Linked DNA regions of Bos taurus: regions 1 and 3 are each linked to region 2. The links are chromatin contacts, called in public Hi-C maps. All regions are on one chromosome and are shown on one strand. The core of a region is the stretch at or near the end of the contact, and the rest is flanking DNA. Distances in the headings are between cores, read along the strand shown.

Region 1 (3,847 bases), core at 1,223-3,722, 240 kb after region 2:
AGTGTGTGAAGAGGTAGATTATACGTAGAACCATCAGTTAGTTTCATTTATACAAAAGGCTGTGACTGGTTCTGAGCCAATTAATGCTGCAACAATGACGACAACAAAAACTGTCCGTGTGCGCGCCAGAGCGCATGGCTGAGGGGGGAGCTGCGTCGGCACTCCCAGCTCCCAGGACTACGTACCCTTTTATGATCCTCCAGCTGCCTCAGCGGTGGACTCGGTTCGAGCTCCTGCTAAGCAGGCAGAAATTCCATTTAAGTATGACACTAAGACACCCTCATCTTCAGGATCGGTCACAAATGAAATACACAGAGAGCGCGTACGCAGTGAGGACTGACACGGAAGGAGCGCAGGCTTGAGTGTGGCTTTCCCCAGACGGACACCAGTGCTCATGACCTTGGCTACTACTGAACAACTGGCCCTTCCCCAACCCCAGAGCACCATGTGAAACGAGCAGGCACATGACCAATAATGTCTGGTTAATACTATTTTTCGCAAACATTATGAAAATGAAGTTCAACGTTATGTACATTTACATGAACCCAAAAAGGGGGTGTAATGCAAGATGCAACCGGGCATGTCCTTGGACGACTCATCCACAGATTACTGCTCAGCACGTGCATGAGGACGTCAATGCACACACTCCCAACACACACGTGAGACCTACGTTTCGCCCCAGCCCACAGCATTCTAATCAAGGCTACCAGTGCTGAAGAGCTCTGATTAGAATATTAGAGGACTGATTATTACAAAGCATGCCCACTGGAACTCAGCTCTTTGATCATCATTTTCATTTCTAAGATCTCCTTTCAGATTGAGCACACATTTTAGCTCTGACTCCTGTGATTCTAGAACAGTTTCGGAGAGTAAATTTTGATCCTTGGAAGGATGCCTCCCACAAAAAGCTTCTCGGTAACTTTAGACGCCTTAATGAATTCTAGTCCCGCATTTAGCAAGCTGAGCTAGCGACAGGAAGAACAGAGACAGTTTGCTGTGAACTACTCCTTCATCAACAGCGTCACCCAAATGATAACACAGATACCCCGAACCTGAACTCTGCTTCCCCTCTGCGCAGGACCCAAAGTTCTGTTTTGTGTAATAGCAGAAAGGTCTGGACTGTCCAGAGTTTCTCGGCCAAGGTGGAGTTTGAAGGGTTTTGTGCAAAACCTTCAGAGTCCATGAGCCTTCACCGGCAGGACACTGTGGCTTAAGTTTGTCAGAACTTTCTACACCAAGGGCCACCCAATTATAGCAATGATCAGATCCCAGCCAGGCTAGACACATCCCTCCTGCACCGTCCCAAGAGACAGACATTTCACCACAACAGTTCACACCCAACCGGCAACAATGACAAGCGCCTGTATTTGCTGGCATCGCAAATACGGGTGAGTGACACACACCTCGGTGGAGTTCTCAGAATCCGGAGCTTGGGGAAGCTGGTTGGGAGTAAAAGGAAGCAGGTTAGTTACAGCACATGCATCTGGTGACCACAAAGAAGTCCAGAGACCAACACTTGGGGACAAAATTGACGATGAGGCGACTGGGTTGTCACACCCACTGAAGGGGGTTTCAGCTGCGGAAGGTGGAAGACACCCTCACTTCTAAAATGAACTTAACGTGGTTGCGCTGGGAGAGATGACTGGCCTGAGATGTGGAAACACGTCTAAATGAAAGAAAGAAAAAGCCTAGCACTGATCAAGGAGGAGCTATGTCTTAAGTAATGAAAGATGTCAAAGTCAGTGGTACTGCACGTCTACGTTCTGTTTGTCCACAGAGGAAAAGTGATCCAGCACATGCCCCCAGGGGCTCAGGGAAGGGAGGGTGGGCGGATGATGACCACGGGGGCCTCTGGTGCATTCCCCTTCCTGGGGGCTCAAAGCCCTTGCAAGGTCTGCACCACTGCCTGCCCGTGATGAGCTTCTCCAGTGGGCACGTGCGTCCTCCCAGCCTCTCCTTTCCCCATATCCTGGCCTTGCATCAGAGGGTGACACCCCACCTCTGGCTTAGGGACTGAAAACGTCTCTCCCCTCCTGCGGCTCTGGGAGGAGAAAGGAAGGCTCCTGGCTGCAGCTTTCTCGGCTGGTTTCTCCTCCCTCCGCACACTTCCCTCAGGGCTCCAGGGATACTAGGTTCCCAGTTCTGCCCCTGCCATACCACATGGACACCCCACACCTCTGATGATTTCTGAATTTCATTATGTCCAACCCATAAATGAGAGACAAGATGACGGCCCTGAGGGAAAGAACTGGCCATGGAGTGGATGCATGTAGTGGCTGAAAAAGCCCACAGCTCCACGTGACGGCAGCACCACGAATCTGGCCACCAAAGGGCACGTGCTCGGGGCGGAGACGGATGTCGGATGGAACTGCCAGACCCCGCCCTGGGCCGTGGTCACACACCAGGCATGGCTGGCGGGTTCAAGGTGCGGTCTGGGGCCGTGGAGTGAAGCCAAGGCTCACACTGCCACTGAGTGACCTTGGCCTCCCTTGGCGGGGTTCCAGAGACACAACAGACCTCTCCCGAGGCCAGAGTGCGGCTGTTGGCGGTGAGCTGGAGCAGGTGCTAAAAGCGTGGGGTGGGGATGGGAGCTGGGAAATCTTGTGGGTTCACAACCCAGCTCAACACTTGATACCCCTTTCATGGTGTGACCCTCAAGATGGAAAAAATGCTCTTAATATAAGACTGCTATTTTGTAACCTAATAATTTCTTTTTTTTTTTCTCTATTTGCCAACAGGTAAAATGAAGTAAAGATATAAGGGATCTCTTCAACCACAAAGATTAAATTATTTTATGAAGGACGAACAGGCAGATGTGGAGAGTTGCTCACTCAGTTCTGGACAGAAGAGCCCTCAGACATAAGTGCAGCTCCACTTGCCTCAAGGAGCAACTTTCTCTCCAGTGTGTTTAGCTTCCTGTTGGGGTCGGGAGGCACAGGGTGTTAAGAGAGGACTTGAGTGTGGTGAGGGAAACAAAACTAGAGCTCAGGGGAATGTGTTCTGCAGATAATATAAATGATATCATGAGCCAAGACTGCGTTTTAACCCCACCCCTGCGTTCTGTAGGCTTTAGGCTGAAGAAGTAAAGTTGTGCACACACATGCACCATCTGCCCTTCGTGCAAAAAGGACACACGAGGAAAAGAAGAATGAAGGCAAGTTCCCATGCGCTTTGGAGCAGTCGGAGACACAGATGGAGAAAAGTACTATCATTTACAGTCAGCTTTGGCCACATTCCACCAACATATCCTTCATACCGATTCTATATGATCAGAACAAAAGGATTACAGACACGGATTTACTATAGGAAGCCACACAGCTACCCTCTTACTGCCTTGCCAATCAAAATAATAGTTAAAGAACAAGATGGAGTGGAACTCGTGTGTCTTTTTAAAATTCTCTTGTTTGATATCCCTTATGTCCAAAGAAGCATCTTGAATTCTTTCAGAATGTTCACAGAATTGTTTCTTAAGCACTCAAGAGATCAGTGGTTTCTGGTATGTTTTATGATTGGACTGGTACTCAACTGCCTCCCTAAACTGCTGTCATATTGGTGTTTAATTTTTGAAATGAAAATTAAGATTAATGACCTTTTCTCCTAGAACGTTACTGGAAGACCTCTGAGACAATAGAAAATTTTTTCTTCTTCAAGAACCACTATTTATACAGGAGGACAATTTTTTAATGTCATCCACTCATAAAAAAGAAAGGAAAAACCAAAAACAATGGATGGGTATTGCCTGATGGCGGCTCATGCAGGGACTGGTGGTGTATGACCTTCAGCCAGTCACTGAACCTGTCTGGGCTTCCACCGCCTGACCTGTAGTTCAAGGAGACTGGAGCAGGTA
Region 2 (3,860 bases), core at 1,095-3,594:
AAACACCCACGATGCAAATTATAGGTGCCTTGGCATTTTCAAAGTGGGGGGGGGGACTCCCAGAACCCCAGAAACTCTTAAGCCAAAATGCCACAGAAATATTTCACCATTTGACTAATATGTATTCATGCCAGGTGGCACACAGCAGCATTCCAAATGAAGTCTGACCTTTTAGGAAAGATAAAACAGCATCTCCCCCAACTAACGTGCATAGGCAATTTGTTGCAGGAATGTTTCTTATACCAGATGTTGAGCTCACAGGCTCTCTATTTGTGCTAGAACTCTAAGGAGATGATAGCCAGACATGGTACTCACCAGCTTGCAGACCGCTCTGCAGGGCAATGATTTTCTGCTGTTGTTGATCAATTAGGTTTGTTAATGCTTTCACATGCTTCAAGGTAAGTTCAAGAACCACTGCTTTTTCCAAGTGACCCAAAGTCTGGAATAAAAAGAGCCTCGGTCAGCAGTGAGCTCAGAGAAGTCCCACCTCTGGGATACTAATTAGCCATGAGATTTGTCAGTCGCCTGGGCTACCCTCCATGGGGTCGCAAGAGTCGGACACTACTAAGCGACTAAACCACCACCACTGAATGTCTCTAAAGGGGGATAAAAAAACTGTTCTTGGTTGGCTAAATTAAGTTTTAAGTTTATAGATGATGTTTAAAAATACGTATATATGCATATATTTTTGATTAGAGGACAGCAAACAAGTGTCCCCCATCTTTGGAGGCATTTTGGAAGTAGCAGCTAGCTCAGGAGAAAGCTTTGACAGATAAATTTTTCCAGCAGCCGTTGCTGACCTTAACTCAGGGGAATCCGGAGATAACATTTCTCTGCAGTGGTGTCAACCCTAGTAGAGACTTCTACTGTGTCTGGCAGCCAAAAGGCTTTCCCTAGTTTCTTTCCTGACACCCTGTCATAACTTCTAGATCATCTACGCTTTTTTGTTGCTTCCTAAATACTAGTTTTTCTCCTAAATTCTACTTTTTTCTTCTTTCCCCAACCAAAGGCTGCCACGCTAGTAATCTATTGAGGATCGCCAAGAAAGGACAGGACGTAAAAAAAAAAAGGGACACATCAAAACAAGTCCTCTTATTTTAAAAAGGGATTCGGGGAAGGGGGTTAAAAAAAAAAAGTGGGTTGCTGGATTTGCTCAATGTGGGAAAAGGAGAACCCTGAGAATCACCTTAAACTCTAGCAAAGGAAGGCCGGCTGGTGTTGGTGCCAAGCTGGACAAGTACAAATGATTCTTATCTCATTTGCACGAGGTTGCCAGAAAATTCTGAGACTGGAGAAGGGTACCCCCAAACAGAGCCAGCCACTAGCTAGGATCCAGCCATCTGGTCTGCAGTTCCTGGCAGAGCCTGCAGGCGGCGGGTGACCCTCGCCCGCCCTTTGGGCAGAGGAGCTGGTTTGGAGAGGGGCCAGCTTCTCACTTACTGTAAGTTTGAGATGTTCGGGGAGGAGATCCTTCAGCTGGGCGATGCACTCGTTAATCCGGTCACGTCTCTTTTTCTCGATGAGCCGGTGCGGCAGTTTGTAGGTCTCCTGCAAAGCGCACGGAGAGATGGTGGGCGCGGGAGGAAGGAGGTGAGAAGCGCTTCTCCTTCCCCACCCCGCGGCAGAGGAGTCCCGGCAGTGGAGCAGAGTCACACCCAGAACCCTATCTGCTCCTTCTTCTCCAAGCCACTCAGTAGACACAGGGCCCACACCTTGCATACTCCCCTCCAACCTTAAAGTGAGAAAACTTTTATTGGAAACTTAGCGCGTGCGAGGGCCTGGGGTCCACAGGGGCGCGGTGCTCTTACCTTGCTGTCCTCGCTCCGCTTTATTCCCCGCCTCGACTTGTACACTTGGTACATATGGGCAAAATCCATCCTGCAGGGAGAGGGACGAGAAAGGGTCATGACTTGCGCATCGGTTGCAGGAACCCTGACTGGCAAGAACCCCCGGATGCACCCAGAACTACTTGGAGTTGAAAGCCGCGCAGAAGGCAGGACTGGAGTTGAGGCTTGAAGGGGCCAGGGGTACCAACTTACCCTGATAGGTCTCCGGGCTCCAGTCCTGGCGCTTTGGGCAGGCAAGTGGGGGGCGGTTGCGCGCTGGGGATCCGCTCCATTGCGCTGCGAGCCGGGGCCACTCTGCGCTCCTGTCTGCAGTGGTGGAGCGTCGGGTGAGGACTGTCGTGGAGGAGGTTTCGGGGGTCTCTCCGCAGGGTTTCCTCTGAGTCAGAGCTCTCTGAAATCCGCTGGGCTGCGAAGAGCTGCGGCTTTGAGGTACTGCTTCAGTTGGGGGCGTGCATGGTGTACCCGCGGCCTCTGGCTCCGGCTCTGCGCACAGACTGGCGGTGTGTGCTCCCAGTGCCGTCTGCGCGGTGCGAGCCAAGTGAATGAGAAGTGGGGCGGGCGGGGAGGCGGGAGGGAGCGCGAGGGGGGGGGCGGTTAGGGCGGAGTGGGGGGGGGATGGGGGGGGAGCCGAGGAGTAATGGAGAGGCTGCGGGCTGGGTTAAATGGGAGCGAGTGGGTGGGTTGGAGCTACGTGTTCTACCCTGTGACTCCAGGCACGTCTGGCCGCTGCCGGGGAGGGAAGGAGCGACCTGCCCGCCCTCCCCCGGCTTCATCACATGAGTCTCACGTGTTGGACAACGCTCCCGCGGCTGCGAGGGAGCCCCCACCCCCAGCCCCGGCCCCCAGGTGTCTGTGGCTGCCTTTCCCCGAAGAGGGGGTTGGCAGGGCAGTCTGGGTCCTGCCTAGCTGGGCGGGGGGCGCGGAAGCTGGAAGGGGCCAGGGAGCCAGCGAGGTGGTGGGGGGAGGTTGGTAACGTGGGCGAACCTGCCCCAGGGAAATGAAGTAAGTTCCCGTCTCCTGGGAGGGAACGGGGGAGGACGGATCCGCCCGCGTCTGACTCAAGCCGGGAGAGGAATATCCCCTCGCTAGCTCCAGCCCAACCCTCTTCCTCCTCCTCCCCCCGCGGCCCGCTCAGAGGAACCAGCGCGCAGCGGAGGGAGTCGCCCGGCCCCCTGCCTTCCCCAGAGGCTGGGGTTTCTTTCCGCGCCGGCTTCCCTGCCCCCACCCCTCGGCCCCGAGTCCAGGAATCGCCCGCCGTGGGGAGGGGCCGAGGAGGGGCGGGGCGGATGTCACCCCATGGGAAGCGGGCTGGCAGCCAAGCGCAGGGGCAGGCGAGGCCGCCGTGGAGCACGCTGCGCGCACCTGACCCGCTAGGCTGTGCGCCGCGGGTCCCCGGCTTCTTTGGAGCTGCGCTCCCGGGGCACAGTCTGCGTGCCGGCGGACACCCACTTGCGCACCCCCCAGGGTGCCCCAGTGCCCCCACCCCCCGCCCCGGGCCACACTTCGGCTGATCAAGCACAGAAAGAGACCGGGCACGGTGCCCTGCGTTTCCTCCCTCCTCTGCCCCCACTGGAGCAGAGGCGCCCGGGTCCCCTCCCCTTGGGCTGCAACGTTACACAACCGCGGCAGCGGCGCTTGCCCTGCGGCAGCGCGGGGCGTGACACTTCACCTGGCCTGGGCTTGGGCCGCAGCGCTCCTGACTGTGAGCCCTTGTGCCCCGGCCGGGGACCGAGACCCCCAGCACAGGAGCTCCCAGGGGTCGGGGTCGGCCATCTCCCTCCTGCCGGGGACTTCTGCAGCGCATTGTGCGGTCTGCAGCCGGGGCAGGATGGAAAAGAGAGACTTGGAAAAACTACCCATCACGCTGACGTCTTAGCGTTCATTCACTCGACAAGCATTGGTTGAGCCCCCTACCCTGTGCCAGGCGTTGTGCTTAGATACGCTGCCAGATACACTGTAGGTGAATCGAACACAGATGCTGCTCTTAAATTCACAGGAACCTCTGAGAAGGGC
Region 3 (3,401 bases), core at 594-3,093, 150 kb after region 2:
TGTGTATGTGAATAAAGAAAATGATAATAAACATATTAAAGTGTCACTTCAATATGTGGGGAATTGGGATGAAGAGTCCACAAAAATTCTTTGTACTATTCTTGTGACTTTTCTGAAACTCTGGAACTGTCAAAATGACAAGGTTTAAATGGTTTTAAGGGGCAAAAAGCTATGATCTTAGTTTTAAAAATGGAAACGTGATCACTTTGAGTATACATACTGGTGAGAAATTTATGTATTTAGTAACCATTGATATATTAGGAACAATCCTGAAATGATTACTTAGCTCCCAAATTCCTACATGATTACTTTGCATTTTACAGGTATTTCCTTGGAGTTAGACTGACAATGATTTCTTTGGTACCCCATGCACCTCTCTTGCATAGCAGTTAACTACTTATTAGTAGGTGTCTACACTGTACAGGCTCTATGCTAGGACTGTTTCATAAACTACCTCAACTAAGTCCTAAGATAATGCAGAGAAGTACATTATTGTACCCATTTTACAGATGAGCAATAAAGGTTCAGAGAAGTGAAGTGACTGTACCATGGTTACATGGCTCATAAGTGTCAGAGGCTTAATCAGAACACAAGTCTGACTTCCAAGCTGTGAGCATTTCCGCCATATGCTCTAAGAGGGCTGTATTTCCACTGAAAACCTGATACCATCTGCAGTGAAGACATCCACAGGCTGGAGTTGAGTGAAAGAGCTCCATTCTAATTAGAATGGGAACAAGAGATAGTCTGGCAGCCCAACAACCAAAAGGCCCGAAGACACATACATTTCAAATAATGTACAACGATGTTTCTGCTACCCCAAACTTTATTTCTTAAAACCAACCAGCAACTGCACCACTAATCCATGGTGCTGCAGATGTTTCCCAGGAGAACAGAGCAGAGGCCCAGAGCAGACTCTCTCCCAGAGCAGAGAGTCAAGGACAGGGACGTGGGGGAAGGCAGCAGCCCCTCCCACTGTGAGCCAGAGCACCCCATCCCAACCCCCCAGCAAGAGCCGGGGGCCCCACTCACCGCAGATAAAGCACGTGGTCTTTAATATCTCCTCTTTTTTCTGTTTTTCACTCCTCAGGTCGGCAAAGGTGTCAATGATGACCCCAAAAATCAGATTAAGGACAATGATGATGACCATGAAGAAGAACAAGAGGTCATAGATCACTCGAGCAGCAAAGAGGGGCTCCTGGAAAAGAGGAGTGGGGGTGGGGGGGTAGGGATGGTGGGGGTGCAGGTGGTGTAACCTGTCAGCAGGTACCCCCCTACCCAACCCCTGGGTCTGCAGACCTCAGGGCAGAGGAGTGGGACTGAATGCACCCGAATCAGATGTCCCAAGCCCCCTGGCTCCCCCCACCCCCAGCAGCACATTGGGCATCAAGCTGTAAAAGCCACAACCTCATCTCTTTTCACACCCCCTGGGTATATCGTGAGTTCTCCAAGTGTCACGTGGCACCTGCCCACTTCCTGGGATCTAAAGGGTTTGCAAATGTGTTCAGGAAGGCCAGACAGGCCTGAAGAAAAGAATCATTTTAGCAGACGGAGGGGAGGGCGGAAGCTGCCCCTTTCCACAGCGCGGGGAGCGGGGGGGGGGCTTCCGCCCAGCATCACATTTTGATGAGAACCAGAGTGAAAAGGAGCCCTAAGCAGCTGGCTCTGCGCGTCTACCCGTCACCGCTCTCGGCGCTGGCGCTGCCCCCGCGTCTGCAGTTTACGCTGGAGCCCACTGCGCTGCGCTCTCCCCGCCACCCCGCCCCCCGCTCTTCCTTCCCCTGGGGCGCAGCTACCTCTTTGGATGGCTTCCTGAGCACATCGCCCACTCCGCCCCCGCTCCGCAGCCCGTGACTCAGCACCGTGACGATGCACATCAGCAGCGTCTCGCACGTGTGCTCTTTATCTTGCTCTGTCTCTTCTGCAGGGACCAGCTCTGCGAACATGGCAAGTCAGGGGGAATTTAGAACGTGAGCGGCAAGACAGACCAGGATTTGCAGATCAAGCTTCCTGAATGCCATCTCACCAGCGGACAGACAGGAGCCGGAGAATAAAATAAAGGAATCAAGCGTCAAAGGCTTTCTTTGTCACCACTGTGTTCACTAAACCCTGTTCATTTCTCAAGCCCAGAACTGCCCTTACCTCCATTAAATCTAAAATACTGTAAACTTTTCAGACTTTCAACTCCAGTCTCAGCGCTGAACAGACATTTCAACTTAGATAGCTGTTTATGAGTTTCACTAGTGATTCAGTGGTGAAGAATCTGCCTGCCAATGCAGGAGACATGGGTTCTATCCTTGGGTTGGTAAGATCCACTGGAGGAGGAAATGGGAAACCATTCCAGTATTCAAGCCTGGGAAGTCCATGGACAGAGGAGCCTGGTGGGCTACAGTCCATGGGGTCACAGAGTCTCACAGAAGATTCTTAGCAACTACATAACAATAACAACAGCAGCAACCTTTTACAATTGGTTCTGTGGACAAATCGTTTTACACCTTAAATTGGAGACTAGTCTTCAGGGGGTAAAATTTTTTGACTGCCTTGTTCTTTCTCCAGCTGCAGCCAGAAAGGTCTTGCTAAAACACCAGTCAAGTCATATCACTCCCCTCTCAACAACTTGGATCAACCTTTGAGTAAGCTTTAACCTGACCTGCAGACCCTTCAAAATCTGGTCCTTTGTTGACCTCTCTGGCTTCGTTTCTTCCGACTCTTCCTCCTCATGATCATTTCCCTAGTCATGCTGTATTCTACCTCCAAGGCAGAGTCAGACACGCCTTACAGAGTAAACAACAACAATAGAATACAACATAGCCCCAGGCACACAGTGGGCACTCGGTAAATACTGGAACAATTAAGCCGCCATTTTATTCCCATATAGACTCCCCCCTTCATTCCCCTCCTCTCTCCCTGCCTCTCCTCCTTGCTCCTGGCCGTCTGAGCAGTGAGTCTGCTTTCATCTGCTTCCAATGTCACGTGCACCTAAGCCTTGTGGGGAGCCTGGCACTAACGTGGGGCTTAAGGCTGCGAGGTCCTACCTTCTTTGGGTGCCGGAGAGGAGCAGTTCTCCCCAGTCTCCACCCTACACACGTCAGAGTACAGGAACTCACTTGCCAAACTCTCGCTGGCTTCTGGGAGAGAGAAGGCAATTTTATGATGAACAATCTGGCAGCATATGGTTAAAATGTTTGAAGTCCCAAATTCACGGCTGATTAAACAATTCTTTACATAAATAACACCCTCCAATCCTGCCTATAAATCCGAAGCAGAGATGCAATTTACACTTTCGTTGGGTGATCTGGATGGGAAAAAAGCCAGAAATGTCAATTCCTGTAAGCTTACTAGAAATATCGCACTTAAATAGCACCTCTCCAACTTTAAAGACAAACAGCTGAAACTCCCTGACA

Evidence for each region. A called contact is a pair of places that touch in the nucleus more often than the background predicts.
Region 1: a contact with region 2 is called in a Hi-C map of liver, with 3 times the contacts expected there. The contact joins the enhancer-like site here to the promoter of BHLHE40 in region 2. A contact is called at or near these places in 2 of 11 Hi-C or Micro-C datasets (liver and skin fibroblasts).
Region 3: a contact with region 2 is called in a Hi-C map of an unstated tissue, with 2.6 times the contacts expected there. The contact joins the enhancer-like site here to the promoter of BHLHE40 in region 2. A contact is called at or near these places in 2 of 11 Hi-C or Micro-C datasets (skin fibroblasts and an unstated tissue).

Annotation. Positions count from the first base shown.
Region 1 is chr22:21,639,644-21,643,490 of ARS-UCD2.0, forward strand. All of the region lies in intron 39 of ITPR1 (inositol 1,4,5-trisphosphate receptor type 1), which reads right to left. Among named protein-coding and RNA genes, the nearest start is that of MIR2285AM, 170 kb to the right of the region's middle. Within about 2 kb of position 2,473, at least 15 of the 102 cell types and tissues checked have an H3K27ac peak or open chromatin away from gene starts, as enhancers often do. A contact at or near this core is called in liver, where this site is marked.
Region 2 is chr22:21,403,921-21,407,780 of ARS-UCD2.0, forward strand. BHLHE40 (basic helix-loop-helix family member e40) reads right to left here and starts at 2,345. Exons shown (of 5, transcript NM_001024929.1): 1 at 2,040-2,345; 2 at 1,809-1,878; 3 at 1,441-1,548; 4 at 316-439. The coding sequence starts at 2,119.
Region 3 is chr22:21,555,003-21,558,403 of ARS-UCD2.0, forward strand. ITPR1 (inositol 1,4,5-trisphosphate receptor type 1) reads right to left here. Exons shown (of 59, transcript NM_001435139.1): 54 at 3,033-3,125; 55 at 1,794-1,933; 56 at 1,030-1,195. Among named protein-coding and RNA genes, the nearest start is that of BHLHE40, 150 kb to the left of the region's middle. Within about 2 kb of position 1,844, at least 49 of the 102 cell types and tissues checked have an H3K27ac peak or open chromatin away from gene starts, as enhancers often do.